Linked DNA regions of Mus musculus: all the other regions are linked to region 2. A link is a contact called in public promoter capture Hi-C data. All regions are on one chromosome and are shown on one strand. Each heading gives the region's core, a stretch centred on a gene start, on an enhancer-like site or on the middle of the called end of the contact. The rest is flanking DNA. Distances are from core to core; before and after follow the strand shown. Region 1 has its middle 98 kb from the start of Gm30790. Region 2 holds the start of Rbm11 (RNA binding motif protein 11). Region 3 holds the start of 9430053O09Rik (a long non-coding RNA gene).

Region 1 (3,874 bases), core at 200-2,699, 1.1 Mb after region 2:
TAGCCTACAGATACTCCAGGAAGTGATTCAGGTTTCTTATGTTTTGACTTAAGACTGTGAGATTAAGATCAAACTTCGGTCCTAGTGAAACTTAGCATGGTTTGTGTGGTTTCAAACTATAGTTTGTGGCCAGTTGTTATAGCAACAATGGAAAAACATTATGAATGGCAATATGAATTATCATTACCTTTTTAAATGATCATTTGAGTTAAGAAAGCAAAACGGATGAATATGTCTATTTTAAGTAAGAAGCCATTTCCTTCCCTTACATTCAACCCTAGAGATGTATCTAAAGCAGTAGTTCTCAACCTGTGGGTCGAGACTCTTTTGGCAAACTTCTATCTTCAAAATATTTACACGATGACTTATCACAGTAGCAGAATTATGAAGTGGCAATGAAAATAATCTTATCATTGGAGGGCACCACATCACGGGGAACTGTATTAAAGGTCTCAGCATTAGGGTTATTGGGAACCACTACCAGGTTCTCATTTCTTACTGCAACATCCTCAGGTCTTAAGAGGGTCCCTTGTTGCAGGTGAAGGAAGGGAACCTCAGAGAGATGGGGCACACACAAAACAATCAAAACCATCAACATTAAAATCACTTTTCTGTGCCCCCAGCATATGACCCTTGACCTCTTTCCAAGTATCCCTTGCCCACATATGCTTATGAAATCCAAGTAAAATTGAGAAGCAAATAACGACATAGTTTCCTTCTGGATACCGGAGCTCCTGTCTGTCCATGTACACACACCCATTTCCTAAGTGCATGGTTATATTACCGCAGCAAAGATGTAAACTGATACAGTCTAATTCGAGTGAATTGTTCACTTGGTAAACCTCCCTGGATTTTTTTTCAGTTACAGGTTGGACATTGGCTTCAAATTATTTTCTTGTATCATAACCTTGCCAAGGTCAGAGGTTGGTAGTTCTTTCTCCTGGATCTTGGGGTCCCATTTGCTCAGCCTCGAAACTCTACCTTCTCTCATTTCCCTCCTTTGCCCGGTTACTCTTTATTATGCAGGATCTGGTAAATGCCTCGATGTCAGTTAGGGCTCTCAAATTCACATGCAGTTAGCTGCAGCAGAACTTGCCTTGCTTTTGTGGAAGGAAGCCCAGCTTGTTTCCATTAAATTATAATCGCCATATTTAGGAGATGTCTGAGGCGTTGCGAGGCTCAGCCCAAGCTGGGTGGTATCCTTGGTGGCGGGGGTGTGCGTTTCATTCCGGGCGAAAGAGCACAGAGCTTGTTTATTTCCTGTATTTGCACAGTATGAAGAAGTTCAGTGAAGCAAGTAGTTGGGGTTGAGGTATTTGATGGAGAGGAAAGAAGAATATTTGTTTGTTTGGGCTAGGAGGCAAGTTCAAAGATGGGGACTTTTGTTCTCTGAACCCATAGCGAGCAGCTCCGGTTTCATGTCAAACATCAGGGTTTCGTGCAGGATGTAAATACTTCCTGCTGGCCAAGTCTGTTTCTATAATGGTAACCCGGTAGAGCCTGTGCTACTTGCACTGTGATTGTGCCAAGAGTTCCTGTATTCAACAAGGGAGGTGGAAAGTCAGTCTGGTTTCGCAGCTGTTTTGGGTAAAAACTGGCTCTCCTAGCAGCCCGAGAAACTCACAGTTTTGCTCCTAAGCAAACCATTCATCAGTGGCTTTCACTGCACAGCAACAGCGGTAAGGCTGTCTGGAATATAGTGTGGAAAAATTTGCCTCTGCGCATGTGTGCGTCCTGCTGGGTGTGTGTGGGTGGGATGGGGAGGGGTGGAACTGGAGAACTATAGCTCAGGACCTTCTTTTCCAGCGGGCTACTGATAAATGTAGGTCATTACTGGGTTTCACTTCCTGATTTGTTCGGCACAAGGCAAGGTGCAAATGAACAGAGCTGAAGGTTTCAGCAGTGAATCTTAGTTCCCGGATGGCTTACTGTAACTTCAAAGATGGCTTATCTTCATTTTGATTAATCTCAATATGGCTACGGTTCCTTCGGTTTGCATCCCCATCCCCCATCTCCATGTCAAGTATTTTTTGATTCATAAACAAATGCTTAGGTGTGAAGGGAAGAAGAGAAGAGACTTAAAGCATTCCTGTGGCAAAGAGAAAAATCGCTGTAAGATGTGGGGAGCCCCCGTGAATGGATCTAATTATAGAATGGCTCTCCTACCTCATCTACTCCTGCGCTGGGGGCTCCCTGACTTCCCCCCACAGTTTTCCCAATGTGCGTTCCAACAGATAGTATAGCCGTCTTTGATAAACCCAGTTTAGAGCAGGCACTGTGATCTAGATCACAAAGTTGACATAGGGAATTATGTTCTTTCCTTTGATAAAGAGTTGCCAGAAATGGCAGAAGAGACGTAAGCGATTTTCAAAGTACTTGAAAGAGAGGACATCCCACGGGCTTCCTGATTAATAAGGTGTGCTGTGCACATCTCCCCTCAAAGGAGAGATTTAAAAGGAGAATTGGGTACAGACATCACAAATAGTTTAGAGACGATAAAATTCTAAAGGCAGCCAAAGCTGTAATTTTTTAAAAAACATAACGGAAAATACCAACAGAAATGAGAAAAGCTTCAATTTCTCCCCCTCAGCATAAATTGTCCATATGCTTTGTGTTTTTAGAAGACCATGAATGGAGAGTTTCAGGTGCAGGAGGCTTCCTGGAAAAGCCAACCATTTGCTCTCTGATACAGCACTCTGTCTCCACCAAAGGCATGTCATTGCCATGCAAATGAAGACTCACAGGATTTTCTTTTCTCTCTCTCTTTTTTTAAATAAGACAGAAAAAAGAACAAAAATTTCCATCCATGACTACTTTTCAAATGGCAGTTGCTCAACATTCATTGCTGTTATTGGTGATGATCAGTCCTTTGACCCACAGTATATAGTTTTCTTGTTTATGAGTAAGATTTGGAGAAAAAAATGTTTCCATCCTTTGGGTAGGTGGAAGGCTTGTCAACTGATGGTAGCATAGTCTCTGGCTATTTATGGCTAGTCTAAATGCAGTGCACTCTGAACTGTGACGTACATATACGATCCCAAATACCAAGTCAGTATTAAAATTAGTGGATCTCACATGTTAACACATTCATTTGTGTTAGATAATTTCACATTAAGAACTTAATTCAAAGTCATCTCATAGTGTACATCATGCTCTGGTGAACAGCATCATTCCAGAAGCTAGTCTGGAAGATAACGCCAAGCAAAACGGTTCTTCCTAGAATTTATGTAGAAAGAATTCAGATAGAGAGGGGGCAAGGGAGAAGACGATGGAGGGGAAGAATCCTACAGGTGGGAGGGAGCAGGAGAAGGGTCAAGTGGTGAAACAGAAAGAATAGTGCAGCGCACATGTGCACAAGCACACATGCACACATAGTCACACGAACATACACACAAAAGCAAACACACAAAAGCAAACGCACATGCGCACACACACACATACATGCACACATACACACAAGAGAGAGAGAGAGAGAGGAGAGAGAGGAGAGAGAGATTGAGAGGGAGATCCTCCAAGTTCATGTTTGGTCACTGAGGTCTCAGAGTCTTGCTTAGTTGATTTTTATTCTTGCTCACAAAATGCCTACAACCTCAGGTGGACTCACTTGAATGCACGAGCTGTTATTATTAAATATACCTTCAGCATTTTATATTTCCTAAGTGTTCATTGCTCATATCTTTGTAATTCTTCTTTGTTGGCATCCTCCATGCACTGACATCAGCCAAAAGTCTAGGTCTGAAACGCGAGAGTGATTTGATAGATATTCAAGGCTAGGGCTTGTCCCAGTCTGAACCTTCAAAGTTCTATGGGAGAAATATGATAAAAATTGATTTCATAAACAAATCATTCTTTAGATGGTCAGGACAATGAAAAG
Region 2 (3,907 bases), core at 1,407-3,906:
CGTACACCATCCTTGGCGCTTACAATTCTTTCTTCCACCTCTCCCTCATAGATCAATGAGTCTCAAGCAGATTGGGTTTGAAAAACCTCAATTTAGAACCGACTGCTTGTCAAGTCTCTTACTCTCTGCTCATTGCCCAGTTGTGGATCTCTGGGAGATGGATTTTCATCTTCTACAAAGAAAGGGCTTCTCTGATGAGGCTGGAAGGAGCCACTGGTCGATGGGTACAGCAACATGTCATTTGGAGTCATTTTATCGCTATGTTTCTTTAGCAAAATAAAAGTAAAATGTCTCTCCCTGGGTCCATGGGCTATTCTCGGATTCTTGCCCACTGTAACAGTGTCAGATCTGTGTCCCATCTCAGGAGGTGGTCCTTATGTCCAATCAAAAAACGGTTGGTTACTTCAATAACATTTGTGCTATGGTTGCACCGGTATATATTGTGGATAGTTCATGATTGTAGGTCACGGGGTCTGTAGCTGGGTGAAATTACTTTTTTCCTCTGGTAGTCCAGCGAGTAACTTCTAGTACTGTGAATGCTATTCAGAAGGGGTTAAGCTTTTAGCTGGGTAGCAGCTAAGCTTCGAGTTTGGTGATATAAATGTCAATAGGACCTTATCAAGCTGTGGTGAGAAATCAATAAACTTGGTAAAAGCCTGTGATTTTTTTTTTTGGGGGGGGGGGGAGATGTGGAAACCCCTTTGCTCAATGACTCCAAAACCTGCAATCCATCCCTATATGGGGGGGGGGGGGAAGGTTACTTGGTGACATGAGACGTCTAGGTGAAGCATTGTCTCACCTGTCATTTGGTGACAATTTAAATTCATTTCACATATGTGAAAAAGGGTTAGCAAGGTCCTACAGTAGTAGGTTGTTAGGTGGTTTCTCAGTTGGTGTTAGCTGTTAGTTACCCCTCAATTATATGCTCCTTTGCCCTGCTCTCTTGCCTTTCCCTATTCTGGCTTTTTCTTTACCTCTTAATAACACTACATTCTTTTTCCCCCCTTTTCCCCACTTCCCTTTCACTCCAGCACTGCTCGCTCTGGCCTATAGGGTTTTTTATTTGTTTCTCATTAAGGATGGTTGTGAGCCACCATGTGGTTGCTGAGATTTGAACTCATGACCTCCCGAAGAACAGTCAGTGCTCTTACCTGCTGAGCCATCTCACCAGATAACACTACATTCTACTCCCCCTTCCTTGTAAAATCCTTTCTTCTCTACTGTTCCCTTACTAGCCTGACTCTTAGCTTGAAAGCTCACAGGCACATATAAGAGAAAACACACAGTATCTAATTTGCCTTCTGTGTACGGGTTACCTCACTCAGGATAATTGCCTCTAGTTACATCTATTTACCTGAAATTCCCCCTAGTTTCATTTTTTTTCACAGCTGAATAATATTCCGTTGTGTTAATTTCGTTATCTGTTCATCCATTCGTGAACATCTAGACTGTTTCCAATTTCTGTTTATCACGAATAGAGCAGCGACAAACAGGGACGCCTCTGTAGTAGGATCCTTTGGGCACATATTGAAGAGTCACATAGCTGGACCTTGAGGTAGACCTTTCTAAGGAACCACCACACTGATGTCCATAATGGCAGGACCAGTTGTCACTCCCACAAGCAATGGATAAGTGTTGTTCTTCACCCACAGCCTTGCCACCATGTTTTGTTACTTGTCTTATTTATCTTGGCCCTTCTGACTGGGGTAAGATGATTTGTTTTTCGAGACAGGGTTTCTCTGTGTAGTCCTGGCTGTCCTAGAACTCACTCTGTAGACCAGACTTGCCTCGAACTCAGAAATCTGCCCGTTTCTGCCTCCCAAGTGCTAGAATTGAAGGCATGCGCCACCACCGCCGGCGGTAAGATGAAATCTTAAAGTAGTTTTCATTTGCATCTCCTCATGATGTTGGACATTTCTGTGGGAGTTTCTCAATCATTTCCATTTCTTGAGAGAGGAATTTTCTGATCAGTCAACCGAGCAGAAGTACATCTCCTGAATTCAAAATGAATTCCTACTACTCCACCAAACAAAGACCAAATCAAGTTCTCATTACTGAATGATCTTTCCAGGGTGATTCCAAGGTCCTTTCGGGAACTTTTTTTTTTTAATGACTCATTTATACACAGTGTTTTCTTGAGTTCAGTGCCCTTTTCAGAGCCCACAGAAAAATTTCAAAGACCTATCTCGGTATTACTTAAAGGCTAAATAAACTTTAATTTTAGTCTTTTCTTGTATCAGTAGCCATACACGGAGACATTTCTTTTCATGCTATAACTTAACTTCACAGCGTTACTGATCTACCAATTTAACTCTTTGGAAGCAAATTAATTTTTTATATCTCCCCCTAGGCACGTCGATACTGAAGTTAGTCAATCTGAATATCAACTTCCTAGTCATTGTATTTCCAACGTTGCTTAAAAAAAAAAAAAAGCAAACTAAAATCACCCATTAATCTTGTTCATAAAGAGGTAGAAGCACTGTGCCAAGTGGACGACTGATGCCCTCAGGTCAGTAAGTCAGTCTTTCTAGTCAGGGAGGGCGGGGCTGCGAGGTGGTGGGCGGGTCCCGCGGGACGGTGGGCGTGACTTCACGCCCCGCCCCTGGCGCGCGCCCGCCTCGGGCTCCGCTGCCCAGGCGGAGCCGCGCAGTAAAGCGGAGCGAGGGGGGCGGGGCTTCGGCACCTCCTCCATCCCTGGCTGCGGACCGCAGGGATGTTCCCGGCTCAGGAGGAGGCTGACAGGACCGTGTTTGTGGGCAATTTAGAGGCCCGAGTGCGGGAAGAGATTCTTTACGAGCTGTTCCTTCAGGTACCGTCCGCGGGGAAGGCCGGGCGGCGGCTGCGGAGCCCCGGGACCCCGCCCCACCGGAGCTCCGCTCTCCCTTCCCTCGCTTAGGCTCGCAAGTGTGCAGCCGGGGATGAGCGGCTCGTACTCTCCTTCCTCTGCAGCCCCGGGTGGGCAACGACCTCCCACCCCCCACCCCCCACCCTGGCAGCCCCAGGCCAGGACTCCCGGAGCCTCTCCGGGCCCTGGATGTGCTGCGGGAACACGAAACAACCCCGTCACTGTCCTCACGGGATAGTAAGCACCCTTCTGTCCAACCTAGAAAATGGCACCTGCGAGAAAGATACTTCTCTTGAAAACCTTTCCCTAGCTGTCACCCTTTCTCCCAAGCCTTTGGATGGGGAGAGCATTTTGTTGTTGTTGTTGTAGAATCATACAAGTGATTTCTGAAATGCTAGGCAGTCAATTCACCATGACTAACTTAATGGATTCCCTAGTCATGACACTGTATTTCATATTCGGACCTTCAGGACTTTTTTGAGAACTGGAGAGCACACGTCTGGGTCCCTCTTGCCAGAGACGGCTGTCTTCAGCCCTTCATCTAATTGGTTAATGACTCAGAATTATAGAGCAAATCGAAAGTGGTGATAAGGGGCTCTAAAGGGGGAATCAAAACTGTTTTTCACGGATTATGCGTATCTGCAAAAGGGACAGGTAATAATAAGGAAGGGGAAAAAGAATAAAACCTGTTGAAAGTGAGAACACAGCGGTCTGCAGTGAGGCCAGTATCCGAGTCTCGAACTTAAATGTAAAATGGGACTAATTAATCGTCTCTGAAATGCAATGTGATTGCCAGAAATACACTTCTCTTTATGAAACAGCTACAGGCAGCGCTGTTGGTTGCTGCTGCTGCTAATAGGACTGCTATTGTTATTACTAATAATGCGAACCATTGCTACTAAAAAGAAAAAAAAAAGTCACAGTGACTTCCGCTTTCAAAATAAGAGAAAATTCTCGGGGACACAATAACAGAGATGCATTTCTAGAGTGAGGTTGTGGGTACCAGTAGTGATTTTTTTCCCCTAAATTTTAAAGGACTTACTTATCTCTAAATTTAAGGAA
Region 3 (3,816 bases), core at 387-2,886, 1.8 Mb after region 2:
AAATTCAAAGGTTTGTGCAGAGGCTGTTCCTCTATTTCTAGGAGGGACATGAAGGAACACAAATCTCTGAGTATATGTGATGTTATAGATAACAAGGCAGATGCAACTGTATGTAGGTTTCCCCTGGGTAAGCTTACCCTGTTTTCTTTTTATTTATTTATACTAATAAGAACATTTAAAGATAGACATTAAAAACATTTCTTCAACATACATATTAATTCATTATCTGTGTAAGAATGTCAGTAGAAGGTGGTTGTTTTAGTCAACCCATGGGTGGTAATTGTATGACTGCTTAGTTTTTCTGCAGTAGCACAGTAATCATATGTTTTAATCGTAAGTGACAAATCACAAGGCAAAAGGGAAATCAGATATTGGAAGCCATAGTAAACATCTGTAAAGTATCAAATATCAAGACCAAAGAGACTTATTGCTTATTGATATGGCATGAAAATATACTAAAGTTTTTTGCTAAAACGTCGGCACAGAGGAACAAAGCCTTTGTAGTCAATGTGAGCTGCATGTTTTATTTATCAAAATAACAACACTATTGTGCAGTAAGGAAAGAAATATAGAACAGCTACATGTGAGGGCATGTATGCCTTTGCTCCCTTCACTCAGACAACATGTAAGTAAACTCACTGCATTTGAATTATTCACTGCAGGGTTTACAATAAGAAATTTATCTGGTAAATTGAAAAGACCTCAATTAAGAAGCATGCACAAACTCACACTCATACACAGTCATATACACACATGCATGCTATGGGTAACTGTAAAACAAGAGATAGTCCATCAGAGCTTAAGAGAGAGAGGGCAGCCTGGTTTCCAGCAGAAGATGACTAGCAGGCAGAACCTCGTAGCTTTCCCTTAACACAGGGCAGTTACTTCGGTTAACTTAGAAAAAGAATGGAAAATACAAAGCATGTGATTTCCAGGAATAGATAAACCCAGACTCACTGCTTAAAAATTAATTGCAGATGGGTTTATATTCCGAGTTTTTTTTTTATGGTGCCTGAATATTTATAAAGTACATGGTTTGCTTTTCAGTTAATTTAAAAACTGACCTTTGTACAAATAGAAAGGAAAGCATTTTTTTTTTTTGCATCTAGAAATAAAATGTACAGAGGTCAAATGAAACTATTTTCATTTAAGCTAGAACAAAGAAGCTAAAGGAAACAAAATATCTGGTCAAACATGTACCTGTGTTCAACCCTCACAGAATGCTAACCAGAATCTAAACAAACAAAACAAAACAGAACAGAAAAAAACAAAAACACCCTCGTAAATCATTTGACCCTAGGAACTTTAAAGGAAGGAAAAATATTATCTAAGGTATAGTAAGTTTATAAAATAATAGTTACCTACTTTTGCAGCCAAAAATAAACGTGTGCTGAAAAATATGATTGTTGCATGTGCATCCCAAAGAGAATAAAAATCCATCTAACTCCTCTTTCTTCATTGGTAGAGGGAAGAAGCAGCTTTGATTGCTTTTAGGTTTCTTCCTTTCCACCCTTGCTGCCTAGTCCCTCTTCTCGCCAGTGTATCTTTATGTTAGGAGAAACAGAACACAATCCCAAGACAGACATATTCAAAATAAACACTTCCGGGGCCAGAGAGTAACAGGCTTGCTGCTTTTCTTTCTAGCTTCTTTTAATATGAGTTTATACGTTCTGCCACAAAATTCAACTTGTAAGTAATCCTGTGGTACTTCAGCCTAGATGAAAAGAATGCTCATTGTGAATTATATTTCATCTGTCACAATAACCTTTTTTATTCTGCCCTGGACCTCCCCCTTGCCTTTGGCAATTAGAGAAAATATGTATGCCTTTAAGTATGAAGTACTCGTTTCTTCAAATCCAACCAAACCACTCCTGATGACAGTCACAGACAGACAGTGCTTTCAAATCACCATGCTGGGGAGATGCACCCAAGACATCCTCAAGCTACCCAGTTTCACAAGGACACGGTGAAATTGGGCATTCGGGAATGAGCAGGTGCCATAAGTCTCATTAACATCAGCTGCTGGTGAGCAGCAAGGAAATTTTAGTTATATTTAAAAATTGAAATGCAAAAACCTTCTAGTTACTTTTTTAGTTAAATCGTGCCCGGAGACAGATATTATCAGTAATATTTACTTCAATATATTAAATCATAATGATTTTATTTGTCATTTGTACTTTCCTAAGCACAAAATAAGTTATGTGCTTTTAAGTATATTTCAACACTTCCAATTAATATTTTTGCTGATGTTTAAAGAAGGAGAGAAAGCAAAGAAAACACATTCCTTTCAGATAGAGTTTAGCAGACACTGTCATTCAGTTTAAAAATCAATGTGTTTATCCGGTTTACTTACTCTTATAAATTCACTGAAATCACCTTGAGAGGCTCAAGTTCACCTTTCTGGATTTAAGCCTGTTAAATAACAGACACCATCAAGTCGTCCCCGTAAAAGGATAACTTAGATGCTCGGCTTTATAGGGTGTAGTAAAAGTTAGCACACTTCTACCTACAAAGCTACAAAAAAGACCTTAAGACAGCTACAAAGGAAAACAGAGGACAGGAGAAAAAAAAGTTCCGTTTTCACAGCAAAACAAAAATCCCTGCTTGTACAGTATCCCAGGCAGTCTCCAGAACAGCTGGATAAAGGCATACGAATAATTTAAGCCAACACAAAATTCATCAAGTATGAAGAAAGAAAGAAGGAGAAAAAAAAAAAAACCAACTTGAGACTAAAATGAAAACCTTTTGGCCCACAGCACAGGTTGGGCACAAAAGTGCTGGCTAAGCTATCTATTTCACACATGCAACGACAGAAGGTTCGATATTCATTCGATCGATGAGTGAAAAGGCACAATGGCAAAATCAGACAGACTTCTTTTCAAATACAGATCTCCAATGTCCCCCTCCAGTCTGCAGCTGCACGGCTGGTGGTGTGGCTCAGACGGAGCAAGGGTTACATCAAGGCTGCTCTCTGGACCGTGCAAACAGTCTAGACCAATGACCTGCAGCATCATGCCCTTTGAAGAAGAGGCAAGTTCGGTCATGATGAAGAAGAATCGAGGCGTACCCCCTTTTAACAATAGGGAGCAGCTCGAGGCTGCAAAGAGGTAAGCAGGGTAAGAAGAAAACAGCATCTGCTTCCATGGTTACAGGCCAACTATGAGAACCTCGCTTTTCAAGGGAGTCTGTTCTCAGGCTCCCTTGTGGGGTGTGCTGTGCATTGTAAGAGAAGGCAGGTTCAGCTGAAATCGCAGAGTTATTTCAGAGTAAAATGATACGGAGCACATGGCTGGCGGGGGGGGGGGGGGGAGAGGAAACGAGTCACATGACTTAAGAACAAGACTTGGGCTGTTTTGAAATAGAATTTTTTTTCTTATAGCAATTTGGACAAAAAGTAAATGTGTATAATGCCGACAGCAATGGCAAACATGCTCTTAATTTCTTTAGTTTTATGTGATCAGAGGTCAAGGGTCAAGACACTCATCTCCCAGTGCAAGACCAGAAAGCCTATTGTTAGTGTAGCTTTATAATGTATCTTATTGTAAAATATTTCTTCTCTCTCTCTCTCTCTCTCTCTCTCTCTCTCTCTCTCTCTCTCTCTCTCTCTCTCCCCTCTTTCTCCTCTCTCTCCTCTCTCTCTGCCAGACTGTAACCTGGATGGTTATTTTTCTGAATGTCTCTCTGACTTTATTTTTCTCTGATGTTATAAGCAACATTTTCTCATTTTTACATTCGTTTCTGTGGCTATATCCCATTGGAAAACCTCCTAGGCTTGGGCAGAAACTTCCGTAGTACAGTGTTGGTATTTTAAGAGTG

The links. Promoter capture Hi-C pulls out the DNA fragments that hold promoters and counts their contacts. Capture Hi-C pulls out chosen DNA fragments and counts their contacts.
Region 1: a promoter capture Hi-C map of pre-B cells shows a contact between it and region 2, with 5 times the contacts expected there. The contact joins the enhancer-like site here to the promoter of Rbm11 in region 2. A contact is called at or near these places in 3 of 39 promoter capture datasets (hippocampal neurons, liver and pre-B cells) and 2 of 9 other capture datasets (adipose tissue and embryonic stem cells).
Region 3: a promoter capture Hi-C map of adipose tissue shows a contact between it and region 2, with 7 times the contacts expected there. The contact joins the promoter of 9430053O09Rik here to the promoter of Rbm11 in region 2. A contact is called at or near these places in 2 of 39 promoter capture datasets (the HPC-7 cell line and embryonic stem cells) and 1 of 9 other capture datasets (adipose tissue).

The regions. Positions count from the first base shown.
Region 1 is chr16:76,678,967-76,682,840 of GRCm38.p6, forward strand. No RefSeq gene overlaps it. Among named protein-coding and RNA genes, the nearest start is that of Gm30790, 98 kb to the right of the region's middle. Within about 2 kb of position 1,450, at least 120 of the 459 cell types and tissues checked have an H3K27ac peak or open chromatin away from gene starts, as enhancers often do. A contact at or near this core is called in hippocampal neurons and pre-B cells, where this site is marked.
Region 2 is chr16:75,590,235-75,594,141 of GRCm38.p6, forward strand. Rbm11 (RNA binding motif protein 11) reads left to right here and starts at 2,657. Exons shown (of 5, transcript NM_198302.2): 1 at 2,657-2,809. The coding sequence starts at 2,714.
Region 3 is chr16:77,418,746-77,422,561 of GRCm38.p6, forward strand. It overlaps 9430053O09Rik (a long non-coding RNA gene), which reads right to left and starts at 1,637. Exons shown (of 4, transcript XR_003951960.1): 1 at 1,366-1,637. The region is part of intron 2 of Mir99ahg (Mir99a and Mirlet7c-1 host gene (non-protein coding)); the gene reads left to right.